Linked DNA regions of Oryctolagus cuniculus: region 1 is linked to region 2. The links are chromatin contacts, called in public Micro-C maps. All regions are on one chromosome and are shown on one strand. Each heading gives the region's core, a stretch centred on a gene start, on an enhancer-like site or on the middle of the called end of the contact. The rest is flanking DNA. Distances are from core to core; before and after follow the strand shown. Region 1 holds the start of HSD17B4 (hydroxysteroid 17-beta dehydrogenase 4). Region 2 holds the start of DMXL1 (Dmx like 1).

Region 1 (6,053 bases), core at 2,854-5,353, 330 kb before region 2:
AAGACTCAGCTGTGGACACACTGGCTCCAGGGTCCACACCACTGTCAAGTACATCAGGCCAGTCCAGGCCATTCAGAGCACTCAAACTCCTACCTTTGAGAGCCTCCAATACAGTATCTTCCATCATAAAAAAAAAAAAAACACTCAAACTCACAGCTGCCTCAACTAACATATTTTTGGTTTTTAAAAAAACTTCCAGGGGCCGCTGCTGTGGTGTAGTAGGCTCAGCTTCTGCCCACAGTGCCGGCATCACATATGGGCGCCGGTTCGTGCCTCAGCTGCTCCTCTTCCCCTCCAGCTCTCTGCTTATGGGATGGAAAAGCAGTGGAGGATGGCCCAAAAGCTTGGGCCCCTGCACCTGCATGGGAAACCTGGAGGAAGTTCCTGGCTCCTGGCTTTGGATCGGCCCAGCTCCAGCCATTACGGCCGTTGGGGGAGTGAACCAGAGGATGGAAGACCTCTCTCTCTCCTTCTCTCTAACTCTACCTCATTCAAGTCAACAAAATCTTTAAAAAATAAATAAATAAACTTGCTATTTAAAATTTTTGATTAAAGACTCTAAATTTCCCGTTTTCAAAATTCAGTTGTTTCTTACATGTATCAATAAACTTACAGGTTTCTTCTTCAAACTTACACTAGTAGATAAGCCTTCTTTCTTTTTTGCAATACTTACTTTTTATTTCTATGAAAGGCAGAATTACAGAAGGAAGTGGGGGGTAGGGAGGGAGGAAGCGAGGTGGGGGAGAGAGAGAGAAAGAGATTGATCTTCCATCTGCTGGTTCACTTCCCAAATGGCTGCAACGGCCGGGGCTGTGCTAGGCTGAAGCCAGGAGCCTGGAACTTCATTCGGGTCTCCGACATGGGTGCAGGGGCCCAAGTACTCAGGCCATCTCTCAATGCTCTCCCAGGCCATTAGCATTAGCTGGCTAGAAAGTAGAGCAGCCAGGTCTCATACAGGCAGAGACTTAACCTGCTACACTAAAACGCCAGCCCCAAGAAGGGCCTTCTACCTCACAGTGTTACAGTCCACAACTCTGTAGTCAAGAATTTCCTTTATTATAATGTATGTTTATCCCTCTTTATTAATTGTCAAGTTAGAAATTCTGTGAAACCAATTGAATCCAAAAAGCTAAAAAGTCAGGCTTGGGGAAGAGGGAGGGGATCTGTTGGCAGAAGTAAACATTCTCAGTGAGGCTCAACTGGGGCGGAAAGACCAACGTGGCTTGTGAAGACCATAATATAATTATCAGCTACTGATTAAACACCAACTTACCAACAACTGACGCTCCTCTTTCGGCAAAAGCCAGGGCATAGGCTCGGCCCAGTCCTAATCAAAAACAAAATAGGAAAGCTGAGAAAATGTCAGCATAATATTTTTGGTCCACTCAACTCAACCCTGATTTTAAACAAAAGGCAGCCAATGACATTACAGCCGCAGAGTCCCCGGTGGTACTCTCAACCTCCTCCTGGCCTCTTCCGCCTGCAGAGAGAAAGCTGCAAACTGCATTTCCCTGTCTGCTGGCCCACCACTTCCTGCCATTCTACCCACTGCCGATGCCTTACGTGAATCGGGTTCTACCACAGATGCATCTGCGCGAAATTTTAAAGGTGGATAAGGCAGACACCACCTTTCTGTGGCTCTGGCTGATGCCACTGGTAAGAAACTGATTTTCTTGACACTTCCTAGGTTTCAACGCAGAGAGACGGCGGCTGGAGAGGCGGCTTCGTGATGCAGCTCCCTAATCCCTGGCCGCAGCTTCTCCACTTCAGGCCCTGGCGTCCTCCGCCTACTCGGGCACTGGCCGCCTCAGGTCTCTTCTAAGGGACCGTGCTGCATTGCTCTGGAAGTCATTCCAAGAGGACCTGCCTAAAACCTCACTGGCTGTGTTGAATCCTTTCCTGCTTATAGTATCTAGGTGATTCCTGTACCCTGCAATAAACCTTCAGTATACAATCATGAAACAGAAAAAAAAATTGATTCCAGCTCAAAGCAGCAAGGTGTGCATTTATATATATCCCAAAAAAGCCCTCTAAATATGGAAGTTTTATAAGCATAGATAATCTCAGACAGACAGAATATATATATATAACATTGGGGAAAACACCTGTGTGGCTAGAATCAGGGGTAGAGGCTTATTTTCACAAGGTTTAAATTTCTGTAACAAGCACATTTCTAGTAAGTTCATTAATCAATTGATAAACTTAATTGGTAAACAGATATAAGCTAGCTGATACATAAGCACACAAATAAACTGAAATGCATGTTATTATACTCTTCCAAAAAGAAACTAAAATAGAAAGTGTTCCAAAACTGGAAGGTATCACAAATAATTTACTTTAGAAATTAGCCGGCGCCGTGGCTCAATAGGCTAATCCTCCACCTTGCGGCGCCGGCACACCGGGTTCTAGTCCCGGTTGGGGCGCCGGATTCTGTCCCGGTTGCCCCTCTTCCAGGCCAGCTCTCTGCTGTGGCCAGGGAGTGCAGTGGAGGATGGCCCAGGTGCTTGGGCCCTGCACCCCATGGGAGACCAGGAAAAGCACCTGGATCCTGGCTCCTGCCATCGGATCAGCGCGGTGCGCCGGCTGCAGCGGCGGCCATTGGAGGGTGATCCAACGGCAAAGGAAGACCTTTCTCTCTCTGTCTCTCTCTCCCTGTCCCCTCTGCCTGTCAAAAAATAAAAAAAAAATAAAAAAAAAAAAAAAAAAAAAGAAATTGATCCACTCTAAATGGAGATAGCCAGTTGATGAACAGGAGGTGCTAATTTTCATAACTGCCTAGTCATAACACATGAACACCCCGGAAAATCAACCTGGGGGGATGCCATCAGCAGTTTCCATATAAAACAATGGAATACAGAAAATTTCGGAGTGCACTGCGTGTACTATGCACCGTGTCATGAACTTGCTTCAAATATAAACGACGTGTGAGTACTCGCTCACGTTGCAGGATGCACACGGACTGCATCTGTGAGTCGATGACAGAAGTTTAAAACACCACGCGCATCAGATACTCCCATCAAAAGTCAACCAAATGCTTACACTTCCCAAAAATGCACCAGTTCTGAGTGAAGCCGGCCGTGGGAATAAAATCCTTGGCCACCCAGTGATCCTAAAAGCATTCTGTGAGAGGCAGGGCAGACATCCATTTCATCCGTGCAGACGTCGCTGTCATGGGGCGCGACCCGTGAAGGGCCCAGAGAGGGTGACAAGGCCCCCGCACAGAGGTCGCTGGTGCATGGCCGAGTGAAACCCTCGCCGCAGAGCCGCCACCTGCGGATGACCCCTGGCTTTCACTCTGCCCTTCAAAAACGGGGTTACTGCACACATCGGCCCTGCACAGCGCCTCTCCTGAAACGCGGGGAGGTGTATCCCCGCCCGCTGGCCGGCGTCAGAAACTCTCCACGGCTCGTCACGGCCCCCACCCCTCGCCCACCTCGGCCCCGCGCACCGGCCGGCCTGACCCCTGGCCGCAGCAGAGCTCCCGGCTCCGCCAAGACGCCCGTGGACTTTGCACAAACTCCGACGAGGGCGGGCGGGCGGTCTCTGGGTCACTTCACGAAACAGACACCAAGGCCTGCCTGCTCGGGGACCCCCTGAGCCCCAGCCCCGGGAACCCGCGGAGTTTACCGGCAAGCGCCGTCAGCACCAACCTGCCCCTGCCCCTGCCTCCCCGCTCAGGCTGCACCGGGTCGCGGGGACGCTGCACCTGCCCGCCCGGCCGGGGGGTTCTGTCCCCACGCTAGGCCGGGCAGGCCCTCGGCCGCCTCCTCAGAGCCCCAGGAACAGCCGTTGCCCCGCCACCGCCCGGTGCAGCCCCCGGCTCGCCGCGCCGGCCCCCACGCAGCGCTGGACCGCAGCCGCGGCTGCGCGCCCACCCCAGGCCCGCGCCCCCGCGGCCGCCGCGCCCGAGCGAGGCTCGCCGCCCCCCGGCCTTCGCGTGCTCACCTCCCCCGGCGCCGGTGACCAGCACCACCCGGCCGTCGAACCTCAGCTGCGAAGCCATGAGTCCGGCCTGGCACCGACACACAGCCAGGAACCGCGTCCGGGCTCGGACTGCGGGACAGGGGGCGTGGCGGGGGCGGGAGAGGGGGCGGGGCCGGCCAGTTCCGGGGAAGACCGGCGCCGTGGTTTCGCAGTGCGCCTGCGCGGGGCGCCCCGTGGCTCCTGGGAAACGTAGTCCAGCGGCCTCCACGCGCGGGGAGAACCTGGTTTAACTGGAAGAGGCCATTTCTGGAGAGCGGCTGGGACCTGCGTGCCAAGATGGCTGCCTTGGCACCCTGTGTGCACCATTCATCTGTCGAGCGGTCATTCACTCAACAAACGCTTTCTGGCTTTAGGCACTGGCCTAGAGAAAAAGCGTTCAGATACAGCCTCTAAGCCAGGAAAGTGACCCCGAGAGACGGTGTCGCGTCCCCAGGATGCAGTTCCTGGGTTCTGTGCATTAAAGTCACCCAGGAAATGTCAAAATGCTAAGTCCTGAACCCCCACCTCTGACCTGCCGGAGTAGAAACTCCAGGGACAGAAACATTTCAGTGTTGCTCGGGAACGAGTTGTGCACGTGTGCGCTGAGGGCAGCATTCATGCATTCATTCATTCGTTCATTACGAATTCATTACGAATTTCGGAGCAGCATTCATTCATTCGTTCGTTCATTACGAATCTCGGAGCATTTCCTGGGTTTGAGGCACAAGTTTTCCGGAAGGTCTTCCAGAGCTATCCAAAGTAAGGTGGTCAGGTTTCAGTCACCGAGCCGCAAGAGAGCACTTGGGCGAGTGTGTGTGTGTGTGTGTGAGAGAGAGAGAGAGAGAGAGAGAGAGAGGGAGAGGGAGGGAGAGAGAGAGAGAGAGAGAGAGAGAGAGAGAGAGAAACGGTGCCGGAAGAGAACCCTCTCCCTGCGGAGAAGGCGGCGCAGCAGAGGGACCTGAGGATGGGGGCCTCCGTCCCAGGCCGGGTGGAGGAGCGAGAGGGTGAAGCCCCAGAAGGAAGCAGGCGCAGCCAGCTGCTCAGAGCTTTGCATTTTATGTGCTCGGAGCACAGGCGCACCATGGAGAAGCCCACTCTGCCCCAGTATGGGGAACAACCTGTAAAAGATCTGCAAAAGGCCTCCTTGGCCTCCATGGCTCTGACCATCAGAACACTGGCTCTGTTGCAGGGAATGCAGTGTTGCCTGAAACTAGAAATGAAAGATAAAGCCAGTTAAGAGCCCGGATTGAAAAGAAAGGAGGAATGAGGGAGGGGACGAAGGAAAAGACGCCTCTGAGGTAAGGGGTGAGCAGCCGCCTTGCTGGGTTTTGAGGCGGCAGATCACGCCCCCTGTTGTCCATCCTCCCTCGTTCTCCACCCTTTGCCCAGTAAGGATTCTATTTATCTTTCCTGTAGAACTCCCCCTAAATGTGTTCTGTCCACTCCAACTTTTCTTCTAAGGGGTTGCTTCTTCTAAGGGAGACACTAGGCTTTATGGCTTAGTCTGTTGTTTTTAAGGATTAATTTATTTGAAAGGCAGAATTAGAGAGAGAGAGCTAGAAACAGAAAGAAATCTTGCATCTGCTGGTTTACTCCCCAGATGGCCACAGAATCAGGACTGGGCCAGGGCAAAGCCAGGAGCCAGGAGTTTCTTCCAGGTCTTCCATTTGGGTATAGGGCTCCAAGCACTTGGGCCATCTTCCGCTTCTTTCCCAGGTGCACTAGCAAGGAGCTGGATCAGAAGTGGAGGAGCCAGGACTGAACAGGTGCCCATATGGGATGCCAGCCCTGCACGCAGCAGCTTAACCTGCTGTAACAGTGTTTGGCTTAGTCTAAATGGCATATGAAAACCTGGGAGAGCATGAAGGAGTGTTACAGTGAAACCACAGTCTTTCTTGCTGCCAGTCATTAAGCCAACTTCCTCTTATTAGACAATCTGCTGCCTGTTTGTCACCTAAAAACCTGAAAACGCAGGTAGTCATCTTCCCAGCCTCGGCTGCCACCTGGCGTCACAGGACTGAAGTCCTGCCTATCCGACACTTCTGCCCCAGGCTTTGAGCTGGGAACAGGTTAGTGAAGGCGAGGATGAC
Region 2 (5,594 bases), core at 313-2,812:
GTTTATTTGCCTCCTTTACACAAGCTGAGAGCAATTCCCAGCTGTAGGGAGGCTACAGTTGCCCTGTGCAAGGCACAGAGCTCAGTCATTTGCCTGTTAGGGCTAGGCAAACATTTAGGAGCAGAATCTTACCAGCTGCTAGTCTGGCCTGCAAACTCTGGTGCCTGTGAGTCCCTCTACAGGGGAGAGACAGCCTCCACTGCGAGCAAAGTGCTTGGCTGGCACAACTCTCCAATTCCAGCACTAAATGCCTACACCATGTTAGACGCGGAGTATTACAGCTGAGACTGACAAGGGCCATAAAAAAAAAAAAAAAAAAAAAAGGCCAAGAGCAGAGAGGAAAACTGTGACACTCGAAGTCCAAGATGACTACACTTGGGAAAGCTGTTTCTTTTGTTTTACTTAAACGAAACTGAGTTTTACTTTTAGTTGCAGTTGAAGAAACAGCTACACAAGTTGCAGCCAAATTCCCCGGCACTATCAACTATGTTTTAAAGGGGGTCAGGTGCAATGGTCCCGGTTGGAAGCGCTTCTCAAAACTGTAGTGCAGGCATAAAACTCCGCCGGGCGGGAGGCGGCCCGAGGTCTGCGGCATCTGTTGGCGGCCAGGACACAGCGAGTCGCTTCCAGGAACGCTCCGGCCCGGAATGCCCACTGCGAGGCAGAGGCGGGCAGCTGAGCTGGACAATCTAAAACCAATCCCGTGTTCCAGGGCTGCGGGACTGGAAAGGGCGCTGGGACTTCTCGACGGAAAACACTTTCTCCTTCCAGTTACTCCTCGGTGAATCCCAAGTAGAAAAACAAAATTAGACGAAAAAGCCGCGTTTTCCCCACGTCGCTCACTCAGCGCCAGCAACGGCTTTCAAGGACTCGCTTTGGCTTTGACTCCACTTTTGACCTTAACACGTGAAACCAGCCCCAGCCACGCCTAAATCTAACCTCTGGGGGCCCCGAAGCGGGGACACTCCAAAGCCGCCCCCCGCCCAGCCCGTTACTCAGCGAAGGCCGCCGGGGATCCGCGGCCGGGGCGAGCCCCCACGATCGCAGCGCCGCGCCCGGCCCCGCGGTCCCAGGCCCGGCCGGGCCGCGGACGCCTCCCGCGCTCCCGCACTCACCGTGAAGCGCTGGTCGCCGACGCTGCCCACGGAGAAGCAGTGGTCGCCGGGGTTCACGGCCCCCGTCAGCACCTGGTGCAGGTTCATGACGGCGCCTCAGACCCGCCGCGGCGCCCTCAGGGGCGGCGGCCGCTCTCCGGCAGCGATCCGAGCCGCTCCGCCGGGGCCCGCAGCGCATCCCGAGCCCCGGAGGGGGCGGGCCGGCCGAGCGCCGCGCTGCTGCGCGCACCTGTCACCGCCCGCGCGGGCCCAGGTGCAGCCCCGAGGCCGCCCGGGGCCGAGCTCGGGCCGGGAGAGCCGCGCCGAGCGCACACCGCCTCCGGGCCCGGGTCCGAGGCCCCGACCGAGGACAGCGGCGCGCGCGCCCTCCCGCCCGACCTGTCCCTTCCCGGCGCCGGTGCCCGCCGCCGCCACGGTCCTCCGCAGCTCACGACGCGGCTCGGGGTCCCTGCTGCCGAAACATCGCGAGATTTCCCCCGCGAGCAGGACGGCTGTGGCAAAGGACTCACTTTTTAATCACAGCGCACATCTCTGCAAGTAAACCGTCCCCCCCCCAAAAAAAACTCCTAAACTGGCCAATCCGGACCGCCATTCCAGCCAGGGTTCCGCCCCATGCTGAGCGCAGACCAATCTCCGTGAGGCTTAGGAAGGAGCCCGCAGTGCGTTTGAGCGTTGGGTTCAAGGGGCCCAGCGGCAGCCTCGTGAACCTGGAATGAGATGCGGTTTATCTCAGGAGGGTGTAGATGACGGCTTCAGCTGACCGTTGGGCCGGGAAGTTTACGGCAGAGGAGCGCATTAGACGCGGAGCCCCAGTTTGCTCGGCCCGGCCTGGACTACAAGTCCCAGCATGCACCGCGCCAGGGCGCCGCGGGCGACTCTGGGAGCGGCGGTCCCCGCCCGCTGCGCGGTCACTGCTAGCGAGACCGGGCGGTTCTGAAAGCCTGCGTTCCTGACAGCCGAGTCGGACTGTGTGGGGACCCGGGTTTTGAGGTAATGCAGGTCCGAGGAGCGTAGGCGGCCTGCTCCCGGCGTGCTCCGACCCTACTGGCGGTGAGCAGAGACTATGTCTTTAATTGCTGCGTTCGTTTTCTGCGGCATACCCTTAAACAGAAAGACTTCAAACTGAAACTGGGTGAGAGGAATGCCGATAAGTGTTTCCCTTTGCTTTTCCGTTTCTGCCATATACGTTTATCTTGTAATAGAAGTTACTTTGGGGAAAAAGAAAGTTCTTGGACGAACTTAAAAGAAAATGAATTCCGATATTTATCCTAGTATCTTCCTAAACATGAGGGATGGAGCCGTTTATACATTAAAAAAAAAAAAAAAAAACTTTGAGGTTTAACAGTTTTAAAATTTTTGTTATACCTCTTTAATTTCTTTTACTTACTTGACATGTTAAAGTGACTTTAGATTAATTTTGTATTTTAGACCTTAAATCAGGATTGTTCATGTGGTTGTGTGAGTCCTACATAAATTCCGTGGCTGACTCCTAGTTTAATACATTCATGCACTTTATTCCGTCCGGTTTGCGAGAGGTGCGCGCGCACGCACACACACACACACACACACACACACACCCCATCCACTGGTTCCCTCCCCAAATGGCTGCCGTGCCCAGGGCTGGATGGGGGCCAAAGCCACGCTGGATCAGAAGCAGGTGCGCAATGTTGAACCCAGCCACTCTCCTGTGAGGCAAGCATCTTAGCCGGTTCCTCAGCTGCCGGGCTAAATGCTGAAACTTCAGTGTTTGGTTTTGAAGGGCATGCGATGAGGCACAAAAAAATAAGTGACCTAGTAGTTGGAAAATAGGAGATCTGTCCCACTTCCCCCTTTTAAGTTTTATGTATTTATTTGAAAGGCTCTTAACAGAGACAGGGAGTTATCTTCCATCTGCTAGTTCACTCCCAAATTACCGCAACAGAGCGGGACACACCATTTGGCTCTCCCAAGTGGATAGCAGGGGTCCAGGCACTTGGTCCATCTTCTGCTGCCTTCCCAGGCACATTTTCAAGGAGCAAGATTGGAAGCAGAGCAACCAGTTTGGAACTGGCACACACAGCTTAACCCGTTACCCCACAATACCAACCCCTGAGATCCATTCATGATTCTCGCATTAACTAGTTGTCTGACTTTGTAAAATGTTCAAGTTTTCCTTATTTGTAAAAGTAGAAAGTTTAACTTACCAAGAATATTTTGTCTGGAATTCTTTCTTTTAAAAAAAAATTATTTATTTGAAAGAGTTACAGAGAGAGGAGAGGTGGAGAGAGAGAGAGAGGTCTTCCATCCAATGGTTCACTCCGCAGTTGGCCTCAAGGGCCGGAGCTGTGCCGATCTGAAGCCAGGAGCCAGGAGCTTCCTCCGGGTCTCCCACATGGGTGCTGGGGCCCAAAGACCTGGGCCATCTTGTACTGCTTTCCCAGGCCATAGCAGAGAGCTGGATCAGAAGAGGAGCAGCTGGGACTAGAACCGACGCCCATATGGGATGCCAGTGCTTCAGGCCAGGGCGTTAACCCGCTGTGCCACAGTGCCAGCCCCTGGAATTATCATTTCTATAAATTGTGCATCTGTTAATTTTCCTTTAAGTTCCTTTAGCCTATGAGTATGAACTTTTGAAACTGAGTTTGAACCCCACCCTAGGCACTCACTTGGACAGGTTACTTAATCTCTTTGTGCTTCAATTTGTTTTTCTGTAAAGTGAGCTTTGGACTTTCAGTCCAAATCGAATGTCTTGGCAGTGTTTGAGACCACTGCAGATTTCTGTGGCCATTCTAGTCTGGATCCAAAACTATAGAAATAAAATATCTAAATTTGGCCTGGGGATGCCTCCATACTCTGAGCCCCTAAGTAAGGAATTGCAACCTAACTTAGTACATAAACAGCACTTCTTATAACACAGAACAGATACTAACAGTTGAATACAAGGATAAAATTAACTAAGACCTGACTGATGTACACATAAAAGATTCTCTGAAAAAGCTGTCCCAGAGAGGTGGCCACAGCAAACCCCTTTGCCTGTATAAAAGAACAAAGTTGTAGCAGTTCATTTAAAGATCATCACTGATATTATTTTCAATTCTAGAATCAGAAAACACTATATTTCATGGTCTTATGGAGTGAGTAAAAGAAGTTGGTTTTATAGACCAAAAAGTGACAATAAAGCAGAAACAAGCAAAAACCAGATTGGTCATTTCCAAAGTAGCTTTCCTTCAGGTTGCTTCTTTTGTGCAAGGCTTGAAGCAGAGGAAAATTTCATATAATGCCAGTAGAAACTGACCTGTTCAGGAAATGTGGCTGTTATCTCTCTATTTGTGATCTCTGACAAGGTCAGAAAAGCAGCTTCAGTTTGATGGCTAGAACTGTAGTATAAGTGACACCATTTTTATTTTAGGCCAGGCCTGCGCAAGAGCTTAGTCCAAAACAATGTCTTGTAATTGTCATCTAGCATCTCCAAACTGCTGTTCACATAGATCATCCCCTTAGTGTAGCAGAGCTGCTCAGTTCTAAACCCATTCCTGACTTAAGCAGGAACTTTCTGGAACTGACCTTATGAGAAGATTAGTAAGCTAAGAAGTTGGAGCGGGTAAAGGTGAATTGTGCATTTGTCTCATTCTGCCCTGCCTGTGCCCGGCCAGCAGGTCTAGAACCTCGTGCTGTCTGCCTCCAGGCTGCTCTCTCAGTGTCCAAAGATCACAAAGCCACTGCTGACACAGAAAGCCAGGAAAATTACTGAATCAAATTAATCCCTGAATTGAAAATGAATTGTATCTTTCAGGCTTTGAAGGCTTGAAGGCTTTGTAACCTTATTTTTTTCCTTTAGTTTCTAAGAAATCAAGGAGGAGGGCCGGCGCCGCGGCTCACTAGGCTAATCCTCCGCCTAGCGGCGCCGGCACACCGGGTTCTAGTCCCGGTCGGGGCACCGGATTCTGTCCCGGTTGCCCCTCTTCCAGGCCAGCCCTCTGCTGTGGCCAGGGAGTGCAGTGGAGGATGGCCCAGGTGCTTGGGCCCTGCACCCCATGGGAGACCAGGAAAAGCACCTGGCTCCTGGCTCCTGCCATCGGATCAGCGCGGTGCGCCGGCCGCAGCGCGCCGGCCGCGGCGGCCATTGGAGGGTGAACCAACGGCAAAGGAAGACCTTTCTCTCTGTCTCTCTCTCACTGTCCACTCTGCCTGTCAAAAAAAATAAAAAAAAAAAAAAAAAAAAAAAAAAAGAAATCAAGGAGGAAAAATGCCTCTTAAAAAGAGGAAGTCGTCTTTAAAAAATGAAATTCTGTGTATTTCCTATTATCACTAACAGAAAGATCTCTTAAAAAACCCAGGTGGTAAGTGGTTTTGAGGACTGGCAGACCAAAGAGAAATTACGCTGTGCTCCCTGTTTGTCTTCAAAGGGAGAGGTAGTTTTATCGAAGTCACTGGGTAGTGACCGTGTAAATAAAACCAAGCAGGGGCAGGTGTTTGGCGTGGTCATTAAGCTTCTGGTTG

What was found. Hi-C and Micro-C count contacts between places; a contact is called where the count stands out from the background.
Region 1: a contact with region 2 is called in a Micro-C map of ear pinna, with 5 times the contacts expected there. The contact joins the promoter of HSD17B4 here to the promoter of DMXL1 in region 2. A contact is called at or near these places in 2 of 6 Hi-C or Micro-C datasets (ear pinna and skin fibroblasts).

Annotation. Positions count from the first base shown.
Region 1 is chr6:9,337,418-9,343,470 of mOryCun1.1, reverse strand. HSD17B4 (hydroxysteroid 17-beta dehydrogenase 4) reads right to left here and starts at 4,103. Exons shown (of 24, transcript XM_008254935.4): 1 at 3,946-4,103; 2 at 1,274-1,327. The coding sequence starts at 4,003.
Region 2 is chr6:9,001,805-9,007,398 of mOryCun1.1, reverse strand. DMXL1 (Dmx like 1) reads right to left here and starts at 1,562. Exons shown (of 43, transcript XM_070076031.1): 1 at 1,116-1,562. The coding sequence starts at 1,202. It also overlaps LOC108176450.